2 separate regions of the Capra hircus genome follow, and region 2 is linked to region 1. Evidence: chromatin contacts called from public Hi-C data. All regions are on one chromosome and are shown on one strand. The core of a region is the stretch at or near the end of the contact, and the rest is flanking DNA. Distances in the headings are between cores, read along the strand shown. Region 1 holds the start of LOC102173865. Region 2 overlaps NUMA1 (nuclear mitotic apparatus protein 1).

Evidence for each region. A called contact is a pair of places that touch in the nucleus more often than the background predicts.
Region 2: a Hi-C map of blood shows a contact between it and region 1, with 7 times the contacts expected there. The contact joins the enhancer-like site here to the promoter of LOC102173865 in region 1. A contact is called at or near these places in 4 of 5 Hi-C or Micro-C datasets (blood and liver).

The regions. Positions count from the first base shown.
Region 1 is chr15:31,709,205-31,712,592 of ARS1.2, forward strand. It overlaps LOC102173865, which reads right to left and starts at 1,813. Exons shown (of 6, transcript XM_018059413.1): 1 at 971-1,813. The coding sequence starts at 1,052.
Region 2 is chr15:31,764,623-31,768,010 of ARS1.2, forward strand. It overlaps NUMA1 (nuclear mitotic apparatus protein 1), which reads left to right. Exons shown (of 27, transcript XM_013969704.2): 5 at 2,417-2,496. Among named protein-coding and RNA genes, the nearest start is that of IL18BP, 24 kb to the right of the region's middle. Within about 2 kb of position 1,764, at least 2 of the 5 cell types and tissues checked have an H3K27ac peak or open chromatin away from gene starts, as enhancers often do.

The DNA.
Region 1 (3,388 bases), core at 563-3,062:
GGTGTGCATAAGAAAGGAAGGTCACAGCCAGTGGATGTGTGAGAGAACAAGCAGGAGTTACTGTTGTGACTGATGTCAACCCAAGCTGTAAGTACCCTAAACCCAAACCTCAGTAGTATCTAGTATCCTTGATAACTATTCATCTGCTTCTTGAACTTTCTCTGATTACCTGAGACAACCAAAGCCAGGTAATGCGTCTAGGATAGGCCAGCCTGTGTTCTGTGAGGGCAGACGTACTGATGTGTTTATGAGAGCAGATAACAAAGACAGAAGAACTTCCCTGGGAAGAAGCATATTACCTTGAGAATATGATCTTGCTGAAGCCTTCCTCTGTCCCCTCCTGAGAAGTACTAACTACCCCCTTACAAACACGCTGAAAGATAAAATGAGCATGGGCGGTGCTGGCACATGCAATAAACGTGGGTGATAATGGAATAAACTTGGATATGACCGGAATGAATATAAAATTTGTCAATAACTATTTCGACTGGAAACATGCCAGTTTGTTAGTAACAAGACCGTGCATGTTTCTACCGGTGATCAGGACAGGCTTGTGTCTGAGACAGGAGAGTAGGTTCTGCCTGTTGACTGGGATGCTGAAGCAGCCTGTATTTTTCTTTCATTAGTCTCTTCTCTCCAAGTAAGAAACGGAGAATAAAACTATCAGCTGATAGACTGGCTCCCCAGTTTTCTTCCACCTGACTTTCCTGCTGTAGCCTGGATTCTTTTGAAGAGCATCAGTTACCCTAAAAGCTCCCTTGGTTCCTTTCAGATGTGCTGATTTTTTTAAATGCCAGATTCTTCTACTCCCACCTCCCTACCCACTACTTCTCCCCAAAATGATGACAAAAATCCCATAGGCTTATGGGAAGAATCTCTTTAGGCTTTTAAAGAAAAGGCTGTTTTCTCCCTAGGGACCACACCCAGCCTGCTGCCATGGTGAGTGGAGTGCCGTGCTCTGGTTGCTGACCTTGGGTCACGTGGATGCTTCGGAAGGAGTAGTCAAGAGGGGGCTCTTGCACCGAAGTGTTCATATAGTTCCGTTTGTTCATAGCTCAGGCCATCATTTGTCAGGTGTAAGCATGGGCCCTGGGAATCCGGGTTCAGCCTGGGAGGACAGAGAAGGACTGGTGTTCGGCCCTCGGGTTTTCCCCAGAGCCCTCCACCCCAGGTTTGTGTGGCTGCATTTCTACTTGAAGATCCCAATCATGATTCCTTGCATTCGTAGGGCACTTCCTACTTCTCCGAGCACCTTCATATCCCCGAGAGTTCACTGACAGTTAAAACACCTTCTACTTTCCAGACGAAGAAACTGAGACCCCAGGGTGGAAGCACTTGCCCAAAGTTAAGCCAGTGAGTCAGCTGAGGACTGCCATCATAGTCTCCTGAATCCTACTCTGAGACCCTTCCTGCTACTCCACAGTAGCTACCACAGAGGCTGTCTTGATACCTATCCTCTGGTGACATCAACTGGGCTATTCTGTTGCTTAACAAACCCCTGAGGGCCTGTAGTGGATTTGGTGTCTGCCAGCCCTTTACAGCCTGACACAGATGGGGATTTGCTACCTTCTCTGCTTGTCTGTCGGCCCCCACCCCCATCCCCCGTCATCTTTCCATCAAGAGACCTTACTTTTAGCTACATCCTGAATGTAGTAGTACATATATAAACACACGTACACATAAAACCAGAGTCTGCCTCACTCTCACTCACCTGTCACTGATGCATGAAACTCCACCATTAGGGATTCACTCCTTTGGGTTCAGGGATTGTCCCCTGTTAAAATGGAAATACCCCCTGAGAGGGGTGAACAGTGTTACCGTCATTCACAATGTGGTGTGAATTGTCTTATCAGATCCTTTCCAATTTGTTGGCTCAAATAAAGCTGAGAATTTTCTCAGACTGGGCAGAGCCATAAGACCACCACTCGCCTGGGGAGGGAGAGCTGGCATACTTTGCCAGAGGGGGTTTGTATGTGGCACAAACACAAGGTAAATAGACTGACAAGCATGTGTCCCAGTCAGCCTCCCCTTCTCACGCCGTCCACTGCTGTCACTGTGGCAGTTACTACTTGTTTTCCCAAAGGACTTGAGGTATTTTATGGTAATAACACACTCATGGAAAAGGATGATTTGTAGAAAAGAGCTGTCCTGACAGAAATATAATGAATATCACAAATGCTGGCCATGTGTGTAGTTTTTTCCCCATATACATAATTTGAATTTTCCTATAGCTGTATAAAGAAAAGTCAAAAGAAACAGGTGAAATTAGGTTTAGTAATTTATTTAACCCATTATGTCCAAAATGTCATTCAACATATAATCAATATTAAAAATTGAGATACTTTACACTTATAGCACATCCCAGCTGGAACAAGCTACCTGTCAAGTGCTCAGTAGCCGCATGTGAATACAGGCTGCCATACTGGACAGTATGGATGCAGAAAATGAAAACATAGAAGAGAAAGATTAGAAGCCAGAATAAAGGAAGTGAGACAGATGTACCAGGGAATTAGAAAACTGCTTATCCCCAAAATTCCTGGAAGCTGAAGCAAAAGGGGAAAACTTAGCATATGTGGTTCACATCATTTGATTCAAAGAAACAAATCATTTGTATGGAGAGACAATGAAATTCTCAAATGTTATTAAAATGGAATTTCTCTTAAAAACCACAGACCTGGTAGCTTGTAATTAAGCTTAAGCTTAATACAGTCCAGGTAAATTCGTTTTTTGGTGACTTAACATATGCAAGGATAGAGGTGAACAGGTTTAGAGGAATGGAAAGTGAATTTCTTCCTCTCAAAAAGCAGCAGCCTCAGGAATTCCCTGGTGGTCCAGTGGTTTCACTGCTGAAGGTGCAGGTTTGATCTCTGGTTGGGGAACTAAGATCCCACAAGCCGTGCAGTGCAGTCAAAAAATAAAATATATATAAAAAAGAGAGGTCTGTCAGCACACAGGTTAGGAAAAAAAGCATTCTCAACTGAGTTTTGGGAAAGTGCTGGCTTGAGTCACTTGACAGCTGAATTGTCAAGTGTGGGATGGACCTGGTGGGCATGGGTTGTCGGGAGTTCTGCATCTTTGGATATCAAATCTACAGACGTAACAAAAAACACTTTATTATTTTGTAGAAATAGAGGAAGGTGGCTTGTGTTCTCACCTAGACTTGAGGACCCACAACGAGTTTGATGCCTCTAAGACTGGATATTTTCTCAAAGTGAGTCCTGTGTTAGGACCCCAGAGTTCAGCCCTACAGGACATGGATTTTAGCTTACAGTATTTAAGGGCAGATTTTTTTAATCATTAGTCTCCTTGACCATCAGAGAACCTCAGTGGCGTTCCAAAGGGCTTCTGAATTTGTGTAGCACCAGCTCCTGGTGCATTTTTCTGGAAG
Region 2 (3,388 bases), core at 514-3,013, 55 kb after region 1:
CCTGTAAGTCAGCATTTTGTAACTCATAATGTAAGTAGTAACTATTTTGCAAACCCTAATGAAAGTTGATTTAGGCAACTAACATCAATGGCCAGTAAAACCATTAGGCTGGCAATACCTAACCTATAATTTAATTTTAACATCACCGAAGGAGAGACAGCCAGGTATGACTTCCCTCATTGTAACAGATAATAGTGTGCAGCATGGAAGGATCAAGCTTTTGCTTTTGAGGAGATAAATTTCCTTGCCTGATGACAAAAGCAGTAGATGTGTCCAGGGGTAAGGATGTATATCCTTGGTTTAGCCACTGTAAGTTTATAACTCAGTGGGAAATTTGCATAAGGCAGGTGAAAAGTTCAAGATGCCCATTTTCCAAGTTATTCTAAGGTGCTGCCTGAGCTTTAGATTAGAAGAGACAGGTGGGGAGAACAGTAGCAGTGGGGAGAGAGAGAGTGTGTGTGTGTTGGTTGGAAGTGCTATTGAAATCCCAGGTTAACCCTGATCTTCACCGCAGATACAGGGTGATGCTGACCAACTTTCTTTGGGAAAATGTTATTGGTGAATGTGTTCTGGCTGATTCGTTTGTGAACAGCTCCTACTGTTGCTAACAGAAATCAGACACCTGGTTCTCAGGGAAAGACAATGAAGGAGGGCTGGGTTGGCAGCAGATAGAATCTGTGGGAATCGAACAAATGCTTGTTCCTTGGCCACTTGGCTTTCTCTCTCGGAAAATTCATTAGAGTCAACCCCTCTGACAAGTTTCTCCATTTTTCTGTGTATGAATAGCCTGAACCAAATAGGCTATCCCATCTCTTTGATATCTGTGAGGCTTGCAAATCAAAGTTCAATGGAGGCATTTTCCCAGAAAACTTAAAGCCCTGATACTTGCCTTACTGATGTTGACCTCTGCTCATGCCAGTTAAAAGCGTTCCTCATTGGTCAGTCAGCCCATATGTATTCAGCACCTGCTGTATTCCTATCTTTCAGCTCACACAGAGTGGTCACTTATAAATGATGTGCATGGGTCCGTGGAGTGTTGTAGGAATGCCTGAGAAGGAGGGGGAGACATGACTAGCAGTGGTTCTGCTTGGCTTCCTGCCAGAGATGAGACTTGAATGCTGTCTTCTTAAAGGATGGGCTGTGTTTCCCCAGGACCAGTGTTTTCCAAAGCATGTTCCATGTGACTATACTATCTCAGGGGCTCAGTGGGGAAAAAAATGTGTTTTGTGGTCAGATATGTTTAGGAAATAATGCCTGTTATGCCTTCTTCTTTAGAAAATGTTCAGTTGGATTTAACCCAGTATTTCTCAAACATTTAACCGAAGTACCATGTTTATTTTTTTTTATCAAATGGAATACACCTAGGTGGGTAGGGAGGATGGCTCTTTCAGGAGTCTGTGAGGAGATTAGCATCTCTGAAGGAATTTGTAGGTGTCCCTAATCACAGACCAGGTACCCAGAGTGCTGCTTGTGGGGCTTCCCTTGGAAGAAGCCTTTGTAATCACTCCAGAGCTGGACAGAGTAACTCCCAGTCTTGGCTGGGATGCTTCTGTGCTTTGCAGGGGGATTCTCAAGTCTGCCCTGCCCTCTGGAAAGTGGATTGAAACCTGGAGCTGTGGGATCTGAATAACAGGAGGCCTTTTAATCAGTATCTTCAGCTGTAGCCTCGATAGAAAAGTCGACTTTCTAACTTTTAAATGAGGGTAGTCACTTCTGAAAATGAAACTGCATTTAGCGAAAGGGGCTAGGGCCAGGCCTGTATGAGAGCGCCCCCTGCTGCTCCCTGCCATCCTTGCTCTTCACACTTTACTCACATTTCCACTTAAACCAGCGCCAGGAAGGTCACAGATCAAGAGTGATTGTCCCTTGGCCTGGCCCCTCGGAGGCCACCTCAGCCTTCAGCCTAGTGAGTGTTGACCTTTGCCATGCCACTTCAGAGCCTTGTTCCCACCTGCTCTTTCAGTTCTTGGATCTGATTTCCCGTTTCCATAGTCCTCTCTTAACTCTAGCCGCGTACATAGTCCTCACGCACTTGTCCTCTTGTCACGTGTTCCCAGGCGTCCTGACCTTTTACACTTGAGCCATTCCGGACTATTGACCCCAACTTCCCATCCATCTGTGCTGCCTCCATCACTTCTCAGCCCGCTTCCCACAGAGCTTTTCCATATTCACAAATGGGGTGGCAGAGTGCCGTCTTTTCCAGGAGGGCCTCAGGCCTCAAGTCCCCACTTCTCAGCCACCACACAGTTCCTTCTGGGTAAATGGTGTCTTCTCCCCTGCTTCCAGCGCCTGGCCTGGTTCTCCATCAGATCCAACAGAGACCCATCCTGAAGGGATGGGAAGGTGGCAGGTAATGCAGTAGCCAGGAGGGAAGGCTGGCCAAGTACTCTGGTTCTAACACTTGTTCTTTTTCTAGCCTTGGCACTGATGAGGGGCAGCAAATCCTGCAGCGGCCGGTGCAGGAGAGACTGGAGTTTGTGTGCAGTTTTCTGCAGAGTAAGCACCTTTCTTTCTGGCTGGGAAGGAGCTGCTTCCTGGGGCTCGGGTGGCCAGAAGAACCAGGTCTCAGGTGTCGGGAGGGGCAGAGGCTTGAGGCCACCCACTGTGTGCCACCAAGATGAGTATGGCCAGGGTGCCTTCTCTGGGTCTGGCCTGCACCAGTTGGAGGAGAGTATCCCGAGTCCCAGAGTATGAGTCTCAGATCCAGGGAGAGCAGGGGGTTGATTTTGGGGACTCATCACCTTGGGTTCCCATTCCTTCCACTCCAAGGAGACAGAAAGATCCATGTTACCTTCTTCCCCTTGCTGGGAGAACAGTTTCCCGTGGTAACCCTAAATTAATTGCTTAAGTGATGGGTATAGGGGCACAGGCAGGGTAAGATTGAGGTCTTGCCCTTCTACTCTACTGTTTGTGTGACCTTCCTAGACAGGGGTTCCCTGTCTGTAAAATGAAGATGATTAATTGCTCTTAAGATTGACGTGCAGAGTAAATAAGGACACATGCAAAGCTTCCAGTGGGCTTCCCAGGTGGTGCTAGCTTGAAAGAATCTCCCTGCCAGTGCAGTGAGACATAAGAGATGCAGGTTTGATCCCTGCATTGGGAAGATTCCCCCAGAGGAATGCATAGCAACCACTCCAGTATTCTTGCCTAGAGAATCCCATGTACAGAAGAACCTGGTGGGCTACAGTCCATAGGGTCAAAAAGTCAGGTGCAGCTGAAAAGCTGAGCACACAGGCACTCAGAGCTTCTAGCACAGTGCTTGTCAGTCCCCTCCCCCATATAGCTATGGACACAGAGTTCTCGTCTTTGATTCAGGAGCTATCTGCCATCCCCACCTCAAGAGGCTTATAAGAAAGGTGATGATGGATTAAAGCAGGGTATTAGTAAT